Regions from separate parts of the Mus musculus genome. Here region 2 is linked to region 1. A link is a contact called in public promoter capture Hi-C data. All regions are on one chromosome and are shown on one strand. Each heading gives the region's core, a stretch centred on a gene start, on an enhancer-like site or on the middle of the called end of the contact. The rest is flanking DNA. Distances are from core to core; before and after follow the strand shown.

Region 1 (5,134 bases), core at 692-3,191:
TCCTGTTCACCTATTCCCAAAAAGGTCATAATACATATTTCTTCTTTAGTGAAAACATATTTGCACAAATGCAGTTTACTGATGAATTAATTAGCTATTTTTTAAGATTAGAAATATATAACAATGTTTTTATTCAGTAACCCATTATCTAAAGATGAACAATCTTGGAATTCACTCAGTAGTCCTCAGTATTTTTATTTATGTAGTTTTTCTCACTTATGAGTCAGTTCCCCTTCTGAATTCCTTCTCCCCTCCACTCTAAAAAGAAAAAAAAAGAAAGAAAGAAAAAGGAGAAAGAGAGAGAGAGAGAGAGAGAGAGAGAGAGAGAGAGAGAGAGAGAGCTAGAAAAAAAAAAAAACACCCAAGCCTGGCCTCAGTTCCCGTATTTCAAGCCAGGACCAACCAGAAACCAGTTTTCTTCCACTAATCCGGAACTCCGGGCTGTTACCAACGCTGTCATTGGCCAGCGTCAGTCCTTGGTACGTGCCCCAAGATAACCCCCTGGTTTCTGTCCCTTATCCCCCTACAATGGGCCTTCTCCGCTGTTTGTAACACAGTCCTAAAGCACAACACAGCACCTCTGAAAACCAACTCACATTCTTCAAAGTTTTGGGGTGAAAATAAGCAAGGCTAGAGCAGGGCAAGGTACCCTTTCCGACACGCTGGGAGGGGGAAGGGGCAGTCCTTCGAACACCGAACAGCAGGCTCGGGGAGCTCTAAGGGCTGAAGGGCCAGGGGCGGTTGGGGGCACAAGGTGGGGAGGGAGTGGAAAAAGAGTTGGGCTAAGTTGAAACGAAAAGTTTACTAACCAGATCCTCGAAGCTTCTTCGGTGCTCTTTCCCTTCCCAGTCTAAGCGGCGCGGAATCAGCTGGGGGCCGGAGGAAAAGAAAAGGGGGGGGGGTGAAGGAAAAGCCTCTGCTCCCCAGCAGCAGCACCCAGCCTGGAGCCTAATCCTAGACCCTTTAACATTTTCATTTCTCCAGTCCCGACAGCTACTGCCGCTGTGCCGGGGGTTGGGGGTGGGGGGGGGCAGGCCAAAGGGAAGGAAATCCTGAAAAAACACCTCCCGCAGGAATAAAAGGCAGCGAGTTTAGACCCCTGCGTTGTCCGCCCCTTCTAAGCAAAGAACCCGATTTACCCCAAGTGACAACAGCCCCAAGTGTCCAGCTCGAAGGCTCCCTCCGGGCCCCTGCCCTCGGCCCCTGACCTACCTTACCCTTCCTCCAGGTTCTCCCCAGCCCTCCCCACCTCTTCCCAAAAGGGGTCCATACCTGATGCTCTTCGAGCTCTTGCACTAGCACCTGGGGAAGAGGGACACAGGGATGTGAAAGCAGATTGGGGCGCCAACCCATTCCTCCCTCCCCACTTCCAACACAGCCGCTGACTGTAGGAGTAATCGCGGCCGGCCTTTCCCTCACCCTCCAACTGCACTGCTCACCCAGTGCCTCAATTTCCCCAATGGGACCATTCCCCAACACTCCCAGATATCCTTTCCCTCTCACCTGAGCGGATTTGTTACAGGGTCCGGACTGCAAGAACCTTGCGATCAGGTAATACAGCTCTAAAGAAGGGGTTGGGGGTGGGGGGAGACGTTGAGAGAGAGGCAAGGAAAAGAGATACAAGCTTTTTAAAAAAAATCTGACAGCAGTCGCGCAAAGCCCCCATCCCTTTTGCCCCCGGCTCAGCTACCCACCGGCTTCGATCTGGGTAGGTGCCGCCGCCATCCTTTTCCCGAGGGGGTTTGGGGGCTTCGCTCAGGAGGGCTGGCGGGGGCGGGTGGGGGCGCTGCCTCTATTGTGGTGAAGCCCCCATGCTTGGGAGTCCCGCCGCTTCCGCCGCACTCTTCGTCCCAGTTTCGGTCTCTCTCGGATTCATCGCATCACGTTTCGACCCATAGATATTCTAGCCCAAGAGCTGAGGAGGCGGAGGAGGAAGGAGAGCAAGAGAGAAGGAGAGGGAGGAGCTGAAGTCGCCGAGGGGTGGGCGGGGGGAGAGGGGTGGGCGGGGGGAAAGGGGTGGAGCCATAGAAAGAAGGAGGGGGGAAAAGGGAAGGGAGCCGCTTGCAAAGCTCCAGGCTGGCCGCCAGAGGCACTAAGGCGGCCGCCTAGTTCCAGCAGCTAAGCCGGCCTGGGGTTGCCTAGTTACTGCCCAGAGAACAAGGAAGAGGTTCTAAATGCAGGCAGACGCTCTGGCAATCTTCGTCAAACTCTGTGGTGGCGTTGGCGTCCTAGAGCTCCGGAGTTGCTTACCCTTCCTGTAAGGGCAATCGGACCCTTTCCGGTGAGGGAACCTCTCTCCAGACATGATCAAGAGAAACTGGCGAGGGACTGACATGATCTAGCTTACCTTGGGTCACCGAACGGATTTGGTTTGTTTGTTCTTTCTCTACCCCAAGAAAAAGTCGCTAGCTACTGCAAGGTTTTGTTTTCAAACAAGGAACAGCATGCCAAAAGAAAGTGCTGCGCCTACCTGATGAGCAAGGGAATAATATTCTTCTAGAAAACTTCTTGTAGTAGTATCAAGTCTCCCCTTGATTCTGATAAACATTGCGCGCGAAGTTTACACTTTAAGGAGGAGGCCGTTTCCCCCTTCTGAAAAGGTCAACAAGCTCTTTCTTCTCAATTCCTGTAGGATAAGTTGGAACGCTGTTTTGAAATTCTGCCAAAACGTTTTTAAAGTTCTTAACTATTCATTGAAATTTGGATAGAAATGATAGTTTGGTTTGGTTTGTCTTTGAAGTGATATTCTCTGACTTGCTGTCACTATGTATCTATCCAAGGCTCCCCTGGAATTCCATGTCAATCTTCCTGCCTCAGCTTCCCTAGTGCTCATGTGGCAGGCATGTGTCGCCACTCCGGTTGACAAAAAGTCTTTTTTCCACTACCTTGAGACTACAATTGTTTTCATGTATAACTTTAACTCTTAGCACAGCGCTGATTTGATCAAAGGATTTGTATAATAATTGACAGTTTGAGGAAACTGGTTCACTTCCCCAATTTCTCTTAGCATCCCGTTCTCAGGATGTTACTTTGAACAGAATTCATAGAAACAAAACATGATGGGAAAACAAGTACTATTTGAATTGTGTACATTATTTGCTTTGAAATACTCAAATTTGAAGGTTCACATTAATGTATGGCTATAGTGGGAGTTTGGTTTTCAGACTCAGGGAGCTCGGTGATTAAACCACATTGGGCATAGAATTAAATTTAATTCAATTCATAAACTTAACATATCCTTAGCAATTCATTCTGCCAATTTCTTTTATTGAGTAATTAATAACAACATAAGAGTAAAATGCTATGGTTATCTTTGGTATAATCAGTATCTGAAAGAAGTAGATAAAAGAAATATAAAACCTCAGGACAAAATTGTGAGGTGCTTACTGAAATAGTAATTTTTATAGTTCAAGATAATATAATTAACAGCTAACCTTTACCAAGTCATTACTACATATTTTGCCTGCTGTAACTCATTTAATCCTTAACAGTGACCTAGGAGACAGTTTATATTTTTCTCTACCATACTAATATTAAAAATTACTACTAGCCAGGTGTGGTGGCACACGCCTTTAATCCCAGCACTAGGGAGGCAGAGGCAGGCAGATTTCTGAGTTCAAGGCCAGCCTGGTCTACAGAGTGAGTTCCAGGACAGCCAGAGCTACACAGAGAAACCCTGTCTCTAAAAAACAAAAACTAAAACAAAACAAAACAAAAAAACCACCTGCTATATGACTTCAAAGCACTTACATGCTATTGTTTTTCTTATATGTAAATGATAATAAATAATATTCACTGTGTTTGCTAACACACATTTTTTGTAGAACTCATGTGAGAATATATCTCTGTTGTATTCAAAAGGCATGTGACATAATTATCCCAGCGATCACTAAAACTGTAAATTTGGATGCAATTAAGAGAGAAAACTCCACACATTTATGGAAATTTAAGGTAAGAAATTACTTGTACAGAATTAATTTTATTTGTATTTATTCATTTATTGTGTATGTGCAGGGGCAGAGTCACCTGGCCTCCAGGTAAATAATTATGTTAACTGGAATTTGAAATGATAAGGGATTAGGAGTAAAGAAAATGCAGATTAACCTCCTGTGGTCTGATCTACCTATAATCCCAACACTAGGGTGGCTGAGGCAGAAGTGTCTTTAGTTCAAAACTAAACTGGGATACATAGCTAATTCAAAGCTGGCCTGAGAGATAAGGGGAACTGGAAAGAGCACGACATTAGTTTCAGGCGCACAATACCCAATGATTCTAGAATCCTCTACTGACAAAGCAAACTGACACAAGGAAAAATACTTAAAGCCCAAATCCATTTCCACAAAACCAGTCACTAAGGGTAAATTTTGGAGATGATAATTAAGGAAGTGATGAACTAGCAGGAATTTTCTGTACTAAGTTTGTAAGAAGAAAGTTTTTTAAATGTCTGTGTTCCCACAAAAAAATATTCATTCTTTAGAACTAATGCTAACGAATCAAACACTTTGAAGTAATTTAGAAGACAGAATCACCAGTCTGAATCTCTGCCTGACCACATTTGTATCCCCCCCCCCGCGCCCCCACCCCGTGTGTGTGTGTGTGTGTGTGTGTGTGTGTGTGTGTGTGTACATGTGGAGGTCAGAAGACAGCATTTGAGAGTTGCTTTTCTCCCTCCATTATGTGGGTCCCAGGACAGAATCCAGATTGTCAGCTTGGCAGCAAGTACCTTTACCCACTGAGCCATGTTGCTGTCTTTCTTTAACTTTTTTCAAAATTTAGATTAGTAAAGGAAGCAAATTTTCATCTATTATAGGAAAAAAAATGGACTTAAGTAGAAAAATAAGAAATGTTGCTAGGCATTGTGGTATGTTCTTATAATCCTAGCACTGGAAAATTCAGGGCAGAAAAATTAAGAGTTCTGTGGCATCTTTGCTTACACAGTGATTTTGAGACCAACCTGCCTACATGAAAATATCACAAGAAAGAAGGGAAAGAAGAATAAGATATTTAGCAAGTGGCTTGGTGGGTAAAAATGCTTGCCACCAAACCAGCAACCTGAGGTCAGTCCCCAGAACCTACCTGGTGAAGGAGAGAACTGACTCTCTGGAGTTGTTCTCTGACCTCCACACTCTTGCCC
Region 2 (5,134 bases), core at 1,035-3,534, 2.0 Mb after region 1:
CAAATACTAACAAACGGATCACCAAACAGGCAGCATAATCGAGCACCGAAAACTTCTTTTTGTTTGATTTTAATGAGTTCTTATTTCTTCAGAAGCATAAGCTCAGGCACAAATTGGATTGCATTCTTGTAAAAAGATTATGCATACATTCAGCAGTAAGAAACAGCCTACCTCATTCCTCCACAGAAAAGAGAAGAGAGGTAGAAACAGACACACAGAGATGGAGAGAGAGTGTCTGCGCACCAGAGTGTTAGAGGGAGGGAGGGAAGGACAAGAGGGTGGAAGGGAGGGAGGGAGAGAGGGAGGAAGGAAGGGAGGGAGGGAGAGAGGGAGAGGCAGAGGGAATGAATCGATTTCTAGGTTAAAAGCAGATAAGCCCTTACAATAGGGCATCAGCAAATGAACCTACAATTTCAATGAGGGAGCAAGGAGGATGGCGAAAGATCCTCTCTGCCAGTAATTACTAAGTGTTTATCTTTAAGAGCAAAAGAAAGATTTCAAACAGATGCAAGGTTTTCTCCCCTAAGAAACGCCATTTACATTTACCAATCTCCGCTCCTATTACTTTATGCTGTCATAAAAATAATCACCAATTTCATAGGAAATAGATGCTCCTTAGCTATATAAAGGAATGGCAGAATAAGCTCACCTTGTTCTTATTTTTTTTTTCTCATTTTCTTGCATTTTCTTCAGATCTGTCTTCTTAGAGAAACTAATGCCTTAATGACTTTCTGGTAGCTGCAAGCCTTCTTTTATTTCAGCTAAATATATGAAAATGTATGCAAATTTAAATCAAGCTTAACCTAGGAGCTCTTGCAATATATTTAATGGAATTTCAAACCAATAAGGGAACTCTGATGCCGTCTTCTGTAAGAGCAAATATAATTACACAGCTAGGTTGCCTCCAAAATTACAAAACAAAAGGGCATTTTTAAAACTTCAAATTTGGTGTGGGGTAGTGTGTTTTGCTTTTTCCCAGCTGCTAGTGTAATTCTAAAATCTTTGCATTTCTCCTAACTCTGCTTCCAAGCAACAACACCTTTACATGGGGCTGTGAAGGTAGTGGAGTTAGTCTACTCTGACTCATAAAAGCCTTTCTTTTAACCAAAATTTGAAAAACAGTTGGGTCCCCAAGGCTGAAAGCTAACTCAAGCTTTGTGGCAGTTGTGGAGGGATGGAGGAGTTGAAAAAGATGTCTAGCCACCAAGATCTCTCTCACCGGATTTCTTCCAGTTTTCCCCCACCCCCTTCATCTCCCTGCTCTTCTCTTCCCTCTCTCCTCATTTCTCCTCTCTGATTCTCTAAATTTTCAGAAATTCGTAGAGGAAGCATGATTCTCAATATTTCCTTCTCACTGCCAAGGAAGCAGGATACAAATGTTTCAAAGAGTTGTCAAGGGGCAGCATTAGGCAGGCATGGTGTTATGAATGCCTTCCCTTCTGCCTACTGGGAGTGGGGGAGTGGGTTTTCAGTGTGTCGGGGTGAGCGTGAAAGATGACTGCGGGCTTCAGCAAGCAGCTCCCCTGGCATAGTGGAGAGACCTCTGATGGAAACTGGCAGGGGAGCCAAGATAAAGCCAGGTTTCCAATTAACCAGCAAACTTCAAACTGACTGAGTCTTCCAAAGATCACTTTAAGATTTACATTCCAAAACCTTCATACACTGAATCTAAATTTTAAGAAAAAAAAGGGGGGGGTATCGTTTAAGCTTTTTAATTTCTTATAAATGAAATATAAGTGAGCAACATATACTGGGATAACGTTTATTGGATCATGGAAATTTTATTTGGGGTTCTGACCTAAGACATCGCTCTTTGCTCAAAGTTTGCAGATGCCTTTTATTTTCCCTGTCCACACATTAACCCAAACGCTAACTAAACCGGAATTCTTTCATGCATTAAGATCAAAATGATATTTTAATTTGTTTTATTTATTTGTTTTAATTTAAATAAGTTAAAAGGCGACCTGAAACTGAAGTTAGCCTCCTCGCTGCCCCTCCATACAAATATCTACCTTCTATTTATTCTCTGCCACTAACAGCCTTGTAGTCTCCGGGAGGGGGGAAAGGGTTAACTAAAAGAGCCGCTGCCACTCTGAGCTAGGCAGCCAATGGAGCCTAAAGATTGATTCACTTCCTGCTTGGGTCTCACTGAAACTCCCGAGCTTTGCCAGCCTAATTTGGAAAGCGAGCTCGGCCTCCCGCACCACCATTGGCTGTGTTTATGCCTGGCCAGGCCAAGTCGCACTGCGATTGGCCTCCGCGGGTGCCGGTAACCCGCGCTAGCGGCTTTGGTTCCCCCGCACCATAGATGTCAAAGGCTGAAGCTGCTCCCTTTGCCACATTATAACTAGTAGAGGATCCTCATCGACCATGGCCACAGCTGCCTCGAATCCCTACAGCATTCTCAGTTCCAGCTCCCTTGTCCATGCGGACTCCGCGGGCATGCAGCAGGGAAGTCCTTTCCGCAATCCTCAGAAACTTCTCCAAAGTGACTACTTGCAGGGAGTTCCCAGCAATGGGCATCCCCTCGGGCATCACTGGGTGACCAGTCTTAGCGACGGGGGCCCGTGGTCCTCCACATTGGCCACCAGCCCCCTGGACCAGCAAGACGTGAAGCCGGGACGCGAAGATCTGCAACTGGGCGCAATCATCCATCACCGCTCGCCGCACGTAGCCCACCACTCGCCGCACACTAACCATCCGAACGCCTGGGGAGCGAGCCCTGCTCCAAACTCGTCCATCACGTCCAGCGGCCAACCCCTCAATGTGTACTCGCAGCCAGGCTTCACCGTGAGCGGTATGCTGGAGCACGGGGGACTCACTCCACCACCAGCTGCTGCCTCCACACAGAGCCTGCATCCAGTGCTCCGGGAGCCTCCAGACCATGGTGAGCTGGGCTCGCACCACTGCCAGGACCACTCTGATGAAGAGACTCCAACCTCTGATGAGTTGGAACAGTTCGCCAAACAATTCAAACAAAGAAGAATCAAGTTGGGCTTCACGCAAGCCGACGTGGGGCTGGCACTGGGCACACTGTATGGCAACGTGTTCTCGCAGACTACCATCTGCAGGTTCGAGGCCTTACAACTGAGCTTCAAGAACATGTGCAAGCTGAAACCGCTATTAAATAAGTGGCTGGAGGAGGCTGATTCATCCACAGGAAGCCCGACCAGCATTGACAAGATCGCTGCTCAAGGCCGCAAACGCAAGAAGCGAACCTCCATCGAGGTGAGTGTCAAGGGCGTACTGGAAACACATTTCCTCAAGTGTCCCAAGCCTGCAGCGCAGGAGATCTCCTCGCTGGCAGACAGTCTCCAGTTGGAGAAAGAAGTGGTGCGTGTCTGGTTCTGTAATAGAAGACAAAAAGAAAAAAGAATGACTCCGCCAGGGGATCAGCAGCCACACGAGGTTTATTCGCACACGGTGAAAACAGACGCGTCCTGCCACGATCTCTGACTGGAGGAAGCAAGGAGGTGGCCCGCTGCACTGGGAGCAGTGCTGATACAATTCTCTCTTTACCTTCCTTTCAGCATTACATCCTTTATTGTTGCTATCTCTCTAGCTTGCTAGCTCTTCTTTTCTTTCACAGGGGTTTCTAACTTCTTATGACTTATGTTAAGAAAAGAAACACACACACGCGCGCGCGCTCAGGCAAACACGCACGCACGCGCGCGCGCGCGCGCGCGCACACACACACACACACACACACACACACACACACACATACACACACACATTCAGGCTTCTCAACTCTGAAACACAATTATATTAAGAAGTCCAGGTGGGGACCCTGTATTCCCTGCTGCCAGGACAATTTCCCTCCAACCTTTTTCTGCTGATCAATATATATTGTTTACTCTGAGTAAGATTTGTTTGGTTGCTCCTCTCTAAGAAGGGCAAGGAGCTGGGTAACGGGTGGGGGGCGGGGGAGGGTGGGAAGACAGATGTGTGCCTATGAATAACCTTTCAGCGCCTTGGTTATAGCAGCTGTATTTCAGGTGAAATCTGTTTTACAATAGACTAGTTTTGCATTTTTTTAAAACTTCTATAGCGTTTCTAATTGTCTGCGGTGTTTTACTACAAGCTGTACACAATATTTGTGAGATAATTTGTATCTAATCGACCACTCCACATTATTATTGCTATTATTATTATTTCTTCATTGAGCTGATGGGTTTTTAATTGCTTAAAAAGGGAGGGAGGCTGAAAGGAGGAGAGAGAAAAATGCTCACCTCCTGCACTCCCACACTTGAGGAGAGGATATGGTGGAGAAAGTTGTTGATGCTTCTATTTTCCCCCCCGGAACTGAGTGCCTATATGGGCAGAACAAGCAAACTGAATAGGTTTGCAAAGTAGCCTGAAGGCTATTTCGCTGCTTTTTTGCCCCCTCCCCCGACTTTCACGGAACTGTGGAGCCCTGGAAGGCTTCCACAGCACAGATCCCGGTGCCCCAGAAGGATTCAGCTGTGGCGCGAAGAATGGGATGTGAGCGACCTGAAGGATTCTGAATTCACCAAGGTCGTGAATGCCTGTGCGTGAAGTTTCCCACAGGCCGCCAGCTTAGTCGGGTTGACAACCTGCGCTACCCTATGTACACTCTCCTAGATGAAAGACTTGGCCTTCACAAATGGTGGCTTTCAAAGGAGACCACTACCCAAAGACTCTGGCGCCCTATTGGGCCAGCGCCTCCCAGTTCAGTTCACCTCCAGTTCGCCGCTCGCTCTCAGGGTGAGAAACGCTCTCGGTAGGGTGGTGAGGGGGTAGGCATCTTCAGCTTCGTGCGGAGAGACAATAAAATAATTGGCAAAAGTCACGAAGATTCTGGTCCAGCCGCACACCACCTCCTCCCTCTTGTACATACCAAGGTCTGAGTAAGCTCTTAGGGAGCCCTTCTCAGTGTCTTTGACAAGCACAGCTGGTGGAAGCCCAAGGCGCAGATCGAGCGAGCTAGCGAGCGCCTGGGCGGCTAAGTTTATGCTTTTTTTTTTCTTTTAAAAATCTGTGTGTATGTATTTCTGTGAGTGTGTGGTGTGCGCGTGCAAACGTATGTGTGTAGATAGCTGTGTGTACCGTATTACTGTATACAAAAAAGAAAAAAAAATGAAAAAAAAAATCTCCTTAGACTATGTAGAGA

What was found. Promoter capture Hi-C pulls out the DNA fragments that hold promoters and counts their contacts.
Region 2: a promoter capture Hi-C map of hippocampal neurons shows a contact between it and region 1, with 7 times the contacts expected there. The contact joins the promoter of Pou3f4 here to the promoter of Brwd3 in region 1. A contact is called at or near these places in 1 of 39 promoter capture datasets (hippocampal neurons) and 2 of 115 datasets of contacts at active chromatin or transcription factors (astrocytes and embryonic forebrain).

What each region holds. Positions count from the first base shown.
Region 1 is chrX:108,832,405-108,837,538 of GRCm38.p6, forward strand. It overlaps Brwd3 (bromodomain and WD repeat domain containing 3), which reads right to left and starts at 1,942. Exons shown (of 41, transcript NM_001081477.2): 1 at 1,695-1,942; 2 at 1,504-1,562; 3 at 1,273-1,302; 4 at 810-869. The coding sequence starts at 1,725. 2810403D21Rik (RIKEN cDNA 2810403D21 gene) reads left to right here and starts at 2,074. Exons shown (of 5, transcript NR_015493.2): 1 at 2,074-2,281; 2 at 3,862-3,951.
Region 2 is chrX:110,812,095-110,817,228 of GRCm38.p6, forward strand. Pou3f4 (POU domain, class 3, transcription factor 4) reads left to right here and starts at 2,285. Exons shown (of 1, transcript NM_008901.2): 1 at 2,285-5,134. The coding sequence starts at 2,371. The coding sequence ends at 3,456.